2 separate regions of the Mus musculus genome follow, and region 1 is linked to region 2. A link is a contact called in public promoter capture Hi-C data. All regions are on one chromosome and are shown on one strand. The core of a region is the stretch at or near the end of the contact, and the rest is flanking DNA. Distances in the headings are between cores, read along the strand shown.

What was found. Promoter capture Hi-C pulls out the DNA fragments that hold promoters and counts their contacts.
Region 1: a contact with region 2 is called in a promoter capture Hi-C map of liver, with 4 times the contacts expected there. The contact joins the promoter of Zfp617 here to the promoter of Zfp869 in region 2. A contact is called at or near these places in 1 of 39 promoter capture datasets (liver), 1 of 484 Hi-C or Micro-C datasets (muscle stem cells) and 1 of 115 datasets of contacts at active chromatin or transcription factors (neural progenitor cells).

Annotation. Positions count from the first base shown.
Region 1 is chr8:71,921,478-71,927,863 of GRCm38.p6, reverse strand. It overlaps Zfp617 (zinc finger protein 617), which reads right to left and starts at 5,039. Exons shown (of 4, transcript NM_133358.3): 1 at 4,892-5,039. The coding sequence starts at 4,894.
Region 2 is chr8:69,715,173-69,721,835 of GRCm38.p6, reverse strand. It overlaps Zfp869 (zinc finger protein 869), which reads left to right and starts at 4,934. Exons shown (of 5, transcript NM_001039965.1): 1 at 4,934-5,068. Gm51532 (a long non-coding RNA gene) reads right to left here and starts at 4,729. Exons shown (of 2, transcript XR_003947396.1): 1 at 4,083-4,729; 2 at 2,040-2,305.

The DNA of each region.
Region 1 (6,386 bases), core at 3,790-6,289, 2.2 Mb before region 2:
TCTTGTATTTGCTTTACTAGCATCTGCTCTGAATGTTAGTACTAGTTTTAGATGCTCAGTAAAGACAGTCTTCCAATCTCCCTGGGACATGTCTTTAATGAGTTTCTTCTATAGATACATCTTTACACCCGTTGAAACAACATGTTCCCTGAAAAATATACATTTTCTGTGATTACACTAAAAAGCAACATTTGGAAGTATGAACAATATCCAAAAGTTCAAAATAAATGATACATAAAATTAAAGAAAGTGTTCTATAGCACAATAGAGTAATTATCATTAAAATGCATATTTTAAAACATAGCAGAGAAGAATTTCTAAGAAGACTTTCTAACACAGTGGATGCTGAGTTATACAGCACACATACACGAAGCAGACTGATGAGAGAACAGTTACTGCTGAATGCTGGCAGACCTCAACAAAACTTTTTATGTAGGTCAACAACAAACTGATATCTAATTGGATACTGTATTACATTCATCTATGTTTCATGTTTAGTAACCAACTCACTGTATAATTAAGTGAAAACAATAAAACTCTAAGCTTTGAAAAGTCAGTCAAGTCTTTAGGACACAACAGAGAATTTTTTTATAATAAAAAACAAGTTGTGATACTAAATGTCTTTAATCCCAGAAGGTGGGAGGCAGAGGCAGGCTGACTATGTGAGTTCAAAGTCATGGTCTACATAGGGAATTTCAAACTAGTCAAAGCTTTGTAGTGATCTCTCTCCTGGAAAGAGCAAGCCAGTGAGGTGAGGGTAGGGAATGTAGGGAAGGTAGGGAAGGTAGGGAAGGTAGGGAAGGTAGGGAAGGTAGGGAAGGAAGGAAGGAAGGAAGGAAGGAAGGAAGGAAGGAAGGAAGGAAGGAAGGAAGGAAGGAAGGAAGGAAGGAAGGAAGGAGAGCAGGGGGTGTGTAAGATGGCAACAAAGCTGGATGGAGCTGGCCTGTGGCTTTAGGAGCTGCCTCTGGCCTGACTGCAGTTCTGGCCGGCTAGTGTAATCTCTCCCAGATATAATTTCCACACTTAAGAGAGGAAAGGCCATGATGTATCCTTGGTGGATTATGCTAGATTTGGCAGTCATGAAGTCTACATGGGTCAAGAAAACTGTGGCCAGGGCTGGAGCGATGACTCAGAGGTTAAGAGCACGTGCTGCTCATCCAGAGGTCCTAAGTACAACTCCCAGGAACTACATGGATATTCAGAACTATCTATTATGAGATCTGTTGCCCTCTTCTGGCATGCAGGATATGTGTGTGTGTGTGTGTGTGTGTGTGTGTGTGTGTGTGTGTGTGTGTGTGTATGGCCAATTCTGTTCAGCAGGAAGTAAATCTTTGTGACTTAGAAGCTTCTCAGGTTACTGCACAGGAAGCTCTTTTGGGGTTAGTGAACCCTGTGACATCAGGAACAGCAATGATGAGATGGGAAGAAACGTCTACAGAAAAGAAAAAACAAATGCAAGAGATACAAAGAGGACTTGGGGTAGAGCTAGAGAAGAATATCCATGGGTATCTGGCTATTGTTAGCCTCTTATATTCATCATGTCCCTTTAAGATACTAGTTATTTTAAGAGTCCAGATCCCACAGCCTAAAGACATCAGGCCACCCTCATCTAGCTTTCCCCCAGGACAGTGTTAAGAAGCTGTTTTGTTGTCATTAAGCCCTCACCTTACCTACTCTCTATCCCTCCTTCTCTCTTTCTCTCCCTTCTCCCCTCTCTCCACGTGGCCATGGCTGGCCTCTCTATTTTCTCCTTTCTACAATATGGCTGTCCTGGAACTCACTCTGTAGACCAGGCTGGCCTCAAACTCAAGAGATCCACCTGCCTCTGCCTCCCAAGTGCTGGGATTAAAGGCGTGCGCCACCACTGCCCGGTGTGGTACACAGCCTCTAATTTATAGCCCCAATCATTACCTGGACATTCCGTATTGTTAGTAGGCTATCTTAAATTGAATCACATGGTGTAGGGATTACTGCTACACCAACAGGATAGAAAAGCCATAGTTTCCTTTATTAAGGGTTTTCTCTGAAGGCTCTCTTTTCTGACCCCCACTCCCATCATAATGTACTTGTTCCTTTCTAATACTCTGCCCAATGAAGGCCCAATCCTAGTCTGAGGTCCTTTATCCTTTATAGAACTCACTCCTAGAGGGTAAATATGTGATATTTCCCACCTGCTGCTTCCCTTTCTGTATTGAACACTGTCGACTATGTGAATTTTTCCTTGATTTGTAGGAATGCTTGGAATGTCACTTGAAGTGCTGAAGGTACTACATGTGGGATGCTTCTCTTCCATAGTACCTGTGACCAGAATCAATGCATGAATTTCAGTGTTTCCAGGTGTGTGGGGTCCAATATCTGTACCATATTGGAATCTCCAAGAATCCAGTCATCCTAGAAGGCACCCAGCATGCTAAAAAATTCCAAATGTTTGTCTGGGCAGATGGCTTAGCAGTTAAGTGCTTGTCAGTTTAGATCTCTGAGACCCAGTAAATGATGGGTAGGTACAATGGCCTGCTTGTAATTACAGCCTAGGAAGTTGGAGACACAAGGTCTCTAAAGCAAGCAAGCTACCTAGCACCACTATCCATTTCAGTGAGCCCTTACTTAAAGACCCGCTTTAATGAAGAGGGTGTAAAAGTGGGCTTTCTCAAGCAAGCATATATTTACATATGTGAAAAATAGAAAAAGAAAAGAAAAAGTGAGTTTGACTCCAAATGTTTACTTTTCTGGTACAAAAAAAAAAATTACTAGAAGGGACCAATGTGGGAGTTCAGTAAATTAAAGAGCAAGTATATGGACAATCACACCAAACCAGAGCAGGACTGTTGCCTACTTCAGATTACCACCTTCACTCTATCTTCCCCGTTGTCATATGAATGACTTTTATTCTGTTTATTACTGAGGTATGGACAAGCAGTAGCATCAAGACAGATTGTTGTATCAACATTCCCCTGTCCTGGGTAGTCACAGCCCACACAGAGGACAGCTATATAAGTCATCCTGCACTCAGCTCCCAGTGTTCAACCCTTATTCTCTCTTTTCAGAAGCAACCTTACTATGTAGTCTTGGCCTGGAACGCTACATAGACAGGGCAAGTCTGCAAATGACAGAGATCTGCCTGTTTCTGCCTGCAGAGCTGGGACTAAAAAAGCATATGCCACCACAATGGGCAGGTTTTCAACTCTTTCAACTGGAAGCATCCAGGATCTTCAATTTCCCTGAGAACATAACTGTTTCCTATCCCTCAGGGAAGTTCTTATTCTAGTGTGTTTGTAAGGGGAGCTTGGTTTTATACCTGACTAGTTATGCACATCTGGTTTGGGTTCCTGTAGTGCCTATGAAAAGAGGGAGGGAGGGAGCGAGCCCTATGATTTATACAATTTTAATGTAAAATTCTTTATTTGAAAGGAGGAAAGAAGTAATTAAATGTCTTGACAAATTGAAAAATATCAATTAATGGGGTGCAAAGACAATAAAATAGAAGGAAAATATCTGCAATACAAGAATCGAGAAAGATGAGTGTGCTCAGTATAAACTAAACCATCACATCAGTAAAGATGGAAAAATTACTAAAACATTTAAACCACATGTAAAGAAAGACATAGCCACTTGATAATTAATAGTCAAATAAATACTAAGTGGATCCCACTATATACCATGAGGACAAAGTTCAGTCAATTAAATAATATTAAGTGCTGATCACAGAAAAGTTACTCAGGAATAAAATTTGATATAGAGTTGAGACTGTAGCTCAGTTGGTATACGGTAGATACTTGTCTAGAATGCATGAGGCCCTGGGTTTAAATTTCAGAGCTGCAAAACCAGGAGCTAGTGATGTGCTCATAGAATCCCAGCACTTGGAAGGTAGTCATAAGACTATCAGAAACTCAAAGTCAAGCTTGGCTGTAAACTAAGTTTATCAACAGCCTAGGATATGTAAGATCTAGTCTCAAACAAAACAAAAACAAACAAACAACAAAGCAAAACAACAAAAAAAATCCAAAACAAAGAAACCGATACGTTTGCAATTCACTATGATTTGAACTTGACCACGACTTAAAGTCCAGTCGTTTCCAAAAAAACTTTTATTACTGGAAAAAGGAGCAGAGGTAAGAGCAGTATTTAACCCAAGAGTAAAAGATAAACTTGAAAACCCTCAAGTACCATACTCACAGAGATGACGAAAATTGAAAAGTTCTTCCTCCGACCTTAAGTCAGAAGGGATAAAGATAGTCTCGTCATACTCTATAAAGGGATAATCTACCAAGAGGATATTACAATCCTAAATGCGGGAGCCGCATGTACCCATGGAAAAGAACTGTGACTGTCCCCTGAGAAGTTCCCTCACATCTCGGTATGTCTCAGTTTTCCCAGGTTCACTTCCATTAATCTCTGCGCTTAAGATCTATATTAGACATGTTTCTCGGGCCTGGAGAGATAACTCGGTGTGTAAGAGTGCTCGCTGAGCAAGGGTGAGAACCCGAGTTCAAATAAAAAACACCCAAGTAAATGCCAGGCATGGGGACAGAGCCCGGAGGATCGCTGGAGCTTGCTAGCAGGCAGCCTAGCCACAGGTTCAGTAAGAAACCCTGTCTCACAGGAATAAGGCGGGCCGTGACAAAGCAGGACACCGGGTGACCTCCCCTGGCCTCCGTGCATGGCGGGGCGTAAATTCTCACTCGCAAGAATTGTCTCCTAAACTTCCAGCTCGGCTCCACATCATCCAGCCTCGGAATCCCGCTTTCGACTGACTTTCCCTAAGGGGAAAAGCAGCTTTTCTGGAGCCGCAGGCGACAGTGCGCAGCCGCCCTTCGTCCCCCGGCGCAGCACCGGGATCCCGCCGCCCGGGACCAAGGGCGCCGCGCACAGCCCCGCCACTCGCCTGGCTCACCATGTCTGTGCCCAGGCCTGCCGCGGCTCCACAGAGGCTCCGGAACAGGCACTCACACGGCCGCGGAGGCTCAGCAACTTGGACTTCCTCAGCTGAGAGCTGTGAGGAGGGAAGCGCCAGCAAGAAAGATGGCGGGTGAGGAACTTCCGCTCCTCCCGCCGGCGCTGCTGATTGGCCAGCTCACACACTGGTGTCTGTACCGGGAGTTTCCGGCGGACCTCCCGACCTTTCCTAGGGTATGGCGTCATACAGCCAAGGACGCTAAACCGTCCGGGACTCCCACAGTTGGTTACTGAGAACCGCCCGGAAGGGAGATGGCGGACAAGGCGCTGCCTCTCGGCACCCTACCTGCCGCTCCTTTGGCCCTTATTGCTGGGCCCACAGATCCAGTCTCCGAAGCCTAAGTGACAGAATAAATTTATTCTCCCTCTTACTGACACAACCACTCCCTCTCCTGTCAACAACACTAATGAGATTCATTGGGACACACAAAGACATAAAAGATGAAAGAATTCGAGAGGGACAAGAGCAGGTAAAGGTCTGTGTGTGTATGAATATAAACAAGATACATGAATGAAAATGTTATATTGAAACTTTTCGTGTAATTAATACACGCTAATGACAACATTAAAAAAACTGTACTTTCCAGCAATTAAAAAAAAGCTTCAGCAGCTCTTCCACAAAGGACATTCTTTTTAGAAATGAGGTTTATTATAAAGTGCCTCAAGCCATGCTCAGCCCTGTAGGTGGAAGTGACATTAGACAGAAACAGTACAATTTATGCAGCTCTAAAAATAGGGCCTTAAGCCGGGTGTGGTGGTGCACACCTTTAGTCCCAGAACTCGGGGGGGGGGGGCAGAGGCAGGCGGATTTCTAAGTTCGAGGCCAGCCTGGTCTACAAAGTGAGTTCCAGGACAGCCAGGGCTATACAGAGAAACCCCGTCTCGAAAAAACCAACAACAACAACAACAACAAAAAACCAACCAACCAACCAACCAACCAACAAAAAAGGCCTTAAAAGAAGGGGCAGGGGGCCAGGCGTGGTGGTGCACGCCTTTAATTCCAGCACTTGGGAGGCAGAGGCAGGCAGATTTCTGAGTTCGAGGCCAGACTGGTCTACAAAGTGAGTTCCAGGACAGCCAGAGCTATACAGGGAAACCTTGTCTCGAGAAAAAAAAAAAAAAAAAAAAAGAAGGGGCAGGCTTCCATTCGAAGCCTGGCAGGCGGGTCTGGGAGGAGGTGATGTGGGGAAGGAGGTAGAGGAGATGAGGGGCAGGCAGAGGTGGACAGACTAACCTTGAGAAGGGGAGGGGAGAGCAGAAGAGCCTGAGATACAGCTTTCATTGTCTGGACCAAATCCCAGAGCTATCTATCTTCCTAAGGTGTCTCAGACTACTCCCCAGAACAAATAAAAAGGTCTGATTTTTTAAAAAATTACCTTTTAGGGGGCAGGAACTTTCATATCACTTGATATGTTTCAGCATAGTGTACCTGA
Region 2 (6,663 bases), core at 3,685-6,184:
TCATGAGGATCTAAGGTCTCACGTTTCTTTGCAGGCACGAGAGGTAGATTCCAGGATGACTGGCATGGCACCAGGATGCCTGTCTCTTCAAGCCAGGAAATATAGCCTGCAAATTCCCCATTTGTTTCCAGGGTCACTGCGTATTGTTTAATCTGGATGGAGGAAGCTGAACTGGTTAGTTGAACAGTTATAGGTGCTTGGTGTTGGGCCAACCCTGGGGCATCTATTTCTGACAGAGGGTAAGAAATTTTGCTGGATATCTATAAGTCTATGTCTCATCATAAGAGAAGGTAATGGTGGATTTCAGTTTATGCAAAAGTTCTTGTCCCAACCAATCTTTTGATATTAAATACCCTTTAAGCTGCTTCCGTCAACTGGGACCTCCTCATACCTTCAAACATTTCCAAAATTTTTAACTTTTTCTAATAACTGGGGCTGACTGGGTGACAAAGAAAGTCTTTCTTTTAGTTTTGTTTTTTTTCTTCAAGCCAGGGTGTAGCCCTGGCTGTCATGGAACTTGCTCTGTAGAACAGGCTGGCCTCAAACTCACAGAGATCTATCTGCCTGCCTCTGTCTCCTTAGTGCTGGGATTAAAGGCATGCACCACCACCACCTGGCAAAGGAAATCTTTTTAGAAGCTATCTTTAATCCTTTAAAAAGAACCTATTGAAATGTTTTCTAACATTTCCTTCCTTGGTCAGTGTTGGACAGAAGGGAAAATCCCATTCTGTCTAGGTTGTGTTGTCTGGCAGCGTTCCTCTTTCCCAGGCCTGGAGCACATTAAAAAGAAAAATCTTCTAAGAGAATGGTGGTTTTTATGGTCATTGGTTAAAAAGGAGACATAAATCATAAAAGAGAAAGGAGTGGAACATTTTCTTTTCCTGCTCTGCATAGATCTGAGCAGAGGAAATGGTTCCCTGATGGAAGTATATATAATTCACACATATATATGAATTCATACTCTGTGTATGAATGCATTGTCTGCATATATGTATGCACACCATATTTGTGTCTAGCGTCTCTGGAGGTCAGAAGAGGGAGTAACATCCCCTGGAACTGGAGTTATGGCGGGCTGTAAACCACAATGTGGGTGCTGGGAACCAAACTTTGGTCCCTCTGGAGGAGTAGCCAGTGTTCTTAACCACTGACCCGTCTTTCCAGCTCCGTACTTCTCAACTTTTGATATTTATATTTGATGTTTTTGTTGTTGTTGTTGTTGTTGTTGTTGTTGTTGTTTTGGCTTGATCACCTGCCTTGTTCCAAATGTATTGTATTGACACTGTTATTGGGTTGCAGTTTATTTGTACCTCTACAGCCCATTAGTTTTTTTTTTTGTTGTTGTTGTTGTTTTTTGTTTTTGTTTTTTGAGACAGGGTTTCTCTATGTAGCTGGCTGTCCTGGAACTCACTTTGTAGACCAGGCTGGCCTCAAACTCGGAAATCCGCTTGCCTCTGCCTCCCGAGCTGGGATTAAAGGTGTGTGCCACCACACCCGGCTAGTATTTCTTTTATTAAATTAAGTGTGCAGAATCCCAGTTTTCTCTTGAGAGACTGTTTTCTTTAATCACCACAATATGACTGTGTTTGTCTCTTCTAATGAATTCTCCTTAGAAGCCTTTCATCAGACCGTGTCTGCTTTCTCAGGAGTGTCTCCAGTGTCCTTTAAGCCCTTCTTCTGTATGCTGATGATTGTATCAGTTATGCCTGTGGTTTCAGAGGTGTGGTTTTGTTTGTTTGTTTTTGAGACAGTGTCTCACCATACAACCCTGACTGTCTGGATATTGCTATGTAGACCATAGAACTCAGAAATATGTAGACCATAGCCTCAAACTCAGAAAAATGCCTGCCCCTGCCACCAGAATGCTGGGATTAAACGTGTGTGACACCAAGCCTGGCTTGTGTAATTACTTCTTAGCTATTGCTTGCCTTTTTGCTACTGTTTCCTGCAAGCTCTCTTTCCACCCCTTGGTTTCTCTATTCAGTGAAGAATTAATGTAGTGACAACTTCAGAATTTTGGTTTCTTTAAAAACACAGAAATATTATAAGAATGTGTTTTCATTTTAAACCAAGGAGTGGAGATATGGGACACTTCAGACTGTCCAAAGCAGCTGACTACGATTTGCCTCATGCTCTAGCAGAGGTATGGTATTGCCAGCCGCAGATAGTTTCTGCGATATTGTGTGATACTGTGATGTCTCTGTGACATTCGGAATTCTGAGAACTTTTCGGAGGGTACATGAATGCTAGCTCCCCAGGAGCTGGAGCAGGTGCTCGTTGGCCATTTAGGGAGGTTGGTTTGTAATTGCTGTGGTCAAAGAAGAAACAAAAGGAAAGACATTAGATTTAGGAATTCATTCTCTCTCTCTCTCTCTCTCTCTCTCTCTCTCTCTCTCTCTCTCTCTCTCTCTCCCTCCCTCCCTCCCTCCCTCCCTCTTTCCTATTTAGTGATGGGGTGAAATGGGGTGGGGTGCGGGGGTAAAGGGTGGGAAAAGAAGAATCCACAAAGTAGCAAAGACCAGCTACAAATTACAGAATGAAAAGTTTGCAGTCTACATGCAGAAGATTATTATTATTAAGATTATTATTGCTCCAGATTGCCCAAAGCTATTTAGGGAGACCCTGTTTAAAAAACAAAAAAGCAAAACAAAAAAAAAAAAACCAAACCAAGCCAAAAATCTTCCCTCAAAAAGCACATATTCACACAAAGCCACAGTCTCCTGTACAACAGGTGGGTGTGGTGTTCAGAGAGGGCGCACTGTGGCCCTTTATGAATTTCATGTGATTGGTTTTTCTGCATGTATGTATGTGCACCGTGCATGCCTCTTCCAGGGAGGTCAGAAGAGGATGTTGGATCCTGTAGGGCTAGAGTTACTGTGAGCCATTATGTGGGTGTTGGAAATTGAACCCAGATGCTATGGAAGAGCAGTCAGTGCTCTTAACTTTGGAACTATCTTTCCAGCCACCTCCCCCAAGTATACTTTATTCATACATATAGATTGTGGAGCAAAACTGCACAACTGCAAGAGTGCATTTATCCTTCTAGAAATGGACCAGCCAGCATACATTTAGCTGATTGGTTCATATTAAATGATATTAAAGAATAAAATCTTTGAAGTTTCTATGAAGAAGGCTCTCAGATCCTACCTGGCCTTGTTAGTAGTGGCCTACAGCACAGAGGGCAAGAGGGAGTTAGCTCAGTCAAGCCTACCAGGTGGGTTGTGAGTGACCCTCAGTGGAATGGGGCTAGTGAACGTGCATGTGTGCATGTGTGGTATATGTGTGAAGTTAGCCGTGTAGGTGCATTTACACAATGGAGTACTACTCAGCTATTAAAAAAGAATGAACTTATGAAATTCCTAGGCAAATGGATGGACCATGAGGCAGCTTCTCTTGGGCAAGAATCTGGAGTAAATCCTTGGATCCCAAGTGGATGAACTCCTAATCAGTTTGATTTGATCCAGAGCCACTCTCCTTAGCTATCTGCTTATTTAAAAATTAGCTATCTCCTGTCTTCCTTCACTATTCTAGTGTGGTTTGGTCATTTCTGTGGCCTCGTGGATACAGGCATCTTCAATGTGTAAGGCTCCTTCAAATACTGAAAGATCCTGGCAGAATGTAAAAGGACACAGAAGCCCTGAAATTGGCAAGATAGACGTCAGTGTTAGCAGAACTAGCTTCACTGATTTAGAAAAATAGAGGTGCACAATGCTCTGGCCACTTCTTGAACCTGTGTGTCTGCCAAAGTTCTGACCAGGTGTGTGCCCATTGCTGCACCTTCATTAGACTCTTTCCTTGTACCCCTCCCATACCCATTTCTTGAGAATAGACATTGTTTAGATCTGGAAATCCCCTAATCTCCCCCTTCTCCTTTCCCCCCTGAGGGCCTATAAAAACTGGGACCTCTTTCCCCTCGAGGACAACTCCTCTACCCCTGCGTGGGATATGAGTCGTCCCCAGAGCTCTGGCTTTCCCCGAATAAAGCCTCATGTGGTTTGCAACAAGCTCGGTCTGTCGTGAGTTCTTGGGTGTCCGCTATTGTCCTGAGGCCTGAGCGAGGGGCTCCTCTCGGAGTCTTTCAATACCTTCTGTTGACCTGGAGTAGTCTGTGATTGATACTGGAAGTTTTTCAGGAAGTATATCCCGAATTCCTGGTTCTTTGGCTTCCACCTCCTTTGTTGGGATTGCAGGAAAAGCAACACCACCTTGGTCTTGGAATGGGTTCGCTTCTCTGCTTAAAAAGAAAAGGTGCAACTTGTTATAATTGAGCAATCTTTGGCGTGACTTGCTGAAATTCCTGAAACCCGGAGGACATCAAGTCTTGTTTCGATGTGATAGGGGTTGGGTTGGGCCCTGGTCTAGTTGTGAGGCAAAGTGATCACTGCCTTGGGGAGTGTATGTAATAGACTGTGCACAAAAACAAGGCTTCCAAGAGGAAGAACCTTAAGTACCTACTGAGTGCAAGAAGACAAGCTGTGAAAGTTCTGGGATGCACAAGGAAGTCCTGCTTCAATCAGATCGTCTTGAAGCAGACTTGCATGAACTTGGGTGAAAGCCAGAGTTGGGAAGGTCTGTGTGGTCCACGTCTTTTAATTTCAGTTCATCCACTTATGGGAGCTGTCATTCAGATTTCACTAGCCAATCAGGGCCCTGAGGGCAGGACATTCATTCACAAGGACCAAGCGAAGCTGTTCCTGTCACTCAGGCCCTCGTAGGGCAGTGCTAGCCAATCAGAACCTTCAGGCCAGGCCACTCACTCAAGAGCGCCTAAAGGAACTGCTTCATCATTCAGGGCATGCTAGCCAATTAGAGCAATGGAATTGAGTCATCCACGCAGCTGCATCTAGGGAACTCCTGTCAATCAGACTTGTGGTGCAGCTCTAGCCAATCAAAGCTTCGGGGCAAGATGTCCAATCAAGAACACCAGACGAGACGAGAGGTGGGTCCTATCCGCCGCCATGCTGCAGATTCTGTTCTTAAGCAGGCATCGCGTGGTCCCGTGAGCTGCGGTGTGATCGCCGCTGCCGGGAGCTGTAGGGGGAGCGCAGGCGAGCTCAGCAACCGCGCCATGGTGAGCGCGGGGCCGCTGTCCCCGGATGGGGAGGAGCGGTCGGCTGAGCCGCGTGAGCCGGGGTGATAGGTCCTTCCCGGGGTTGGGGGAGCGGTGGGACCGGCCGGCCGAGCGGACACCCTGTGCGTTCCACTGGGCGACGTGGGCCCCGTCACTGGCCAGTGCTTGTCTCGGAGGACTCTAATCACTTCCGCTTTTCCAGCCATGTCTGCGCAGAGCGCGGGGAGCGGAAGACTCCTCCTAATCAGGGGGTAGCTTCCGGGTTGGTGACGTCACCGCCCAGTGCTGGCGCCCTGTTTGTGCTTTTGGTGTCGCACTTATGACTGCTGTGTTCTCTGCGCTGTGGTCTAGACGTTGTGGGCTTCGTAGGTCTAGCATCAAGTGTGAGTTAATTTTGTGAAATTCTCCGAGTCTTTGTCCAAGAGTTTCTTTCGGATGGTGTCCCAGAAACAGTTCTAGAAAAGATTGTACTACTTTATCAAAGGTCAGCTTGTCTCCTAATTTAAAAAAAAATTTTTTTTTGTGGATCTGTTTATTCTTCCTAAACAGTGTGTTGTCTTGTGTATTTGATTGGAAATGTTACGAGTGTGTTGTGGGTTCGTCTACATTGTGCTAACCATTTTGTGTGTTTTTTTAAAAGTATTTTACATATAAAATTCAGCAATGTCTTTTATGTACCTGATAAGAACTTTTTAGCATTTTGTGGGAATTATCTTAAATCTGTAATTGAACCTGGGAACTGACATTTTTCTGATTGTGTCTTCTGGTCATGAGGATGTTATATCAGAAACAGACAAATATGTTTGTGTATTTCCACAATTTCATAATTTACTGAATAGAAAGTAAAAAGGTGTCACGCCTCTGGTGGTAATCTGGCCAAGGCTATTTTTCCAAGATATTTTATATTTCCAAGATATTCTATCCAAGGTTCAATTTTTCCAAATCCTAATTATTAATATTTTTTCATATCACACGGTAAATATATAATTATATCCACATATGCTGTTTACACAACCAGCATAAGTTAAAGAGGCTGCAGCAGAGTTCAGAGGGTCCCAGAAGTTGGCGAAGAGAAATGCAAGCAGTGTTTCAGTTGATGAGAGAAGTTAGAACACACGACTAGTGAGCCACAGGGGGAGAGCTTTGAATGAAGCCCGAGGATGTCAGGTTTGAAAGTGGCTGTAGTGGTCTATATGATATGAAAGGCAGACTGACTGGTCCTGGTGAACTGACAGGGACTCAGTTGAATTGAAGCTGCGTCCCTGACTAGATCCTTGGCTCACACAGGTATCAGATGATAGGCTGGTTTCAGGCCGTGCCATCCTAGTGCTTGGTGTCCATCCCTTTCTGAGGCCAGGGGAGGGAGATGCATCCTTTTGTATCCTATGTATGGTGTTTCGTTTGCACCGCTTGTATGCCTAGTGCCTGCGGAAGCTAGCAGAGGACATCAGATCTCCTGTAGCTGTAGTTACATATGGGTGTAAGCTGTCATGTGTACTCTGGGAATTGGACCTCTGAAATAGCATCTGTGTTCTTTTTTTTATGATTTATTTATTTTTTTATTTTATGTATATAGTACACTGTCTTTAAACACA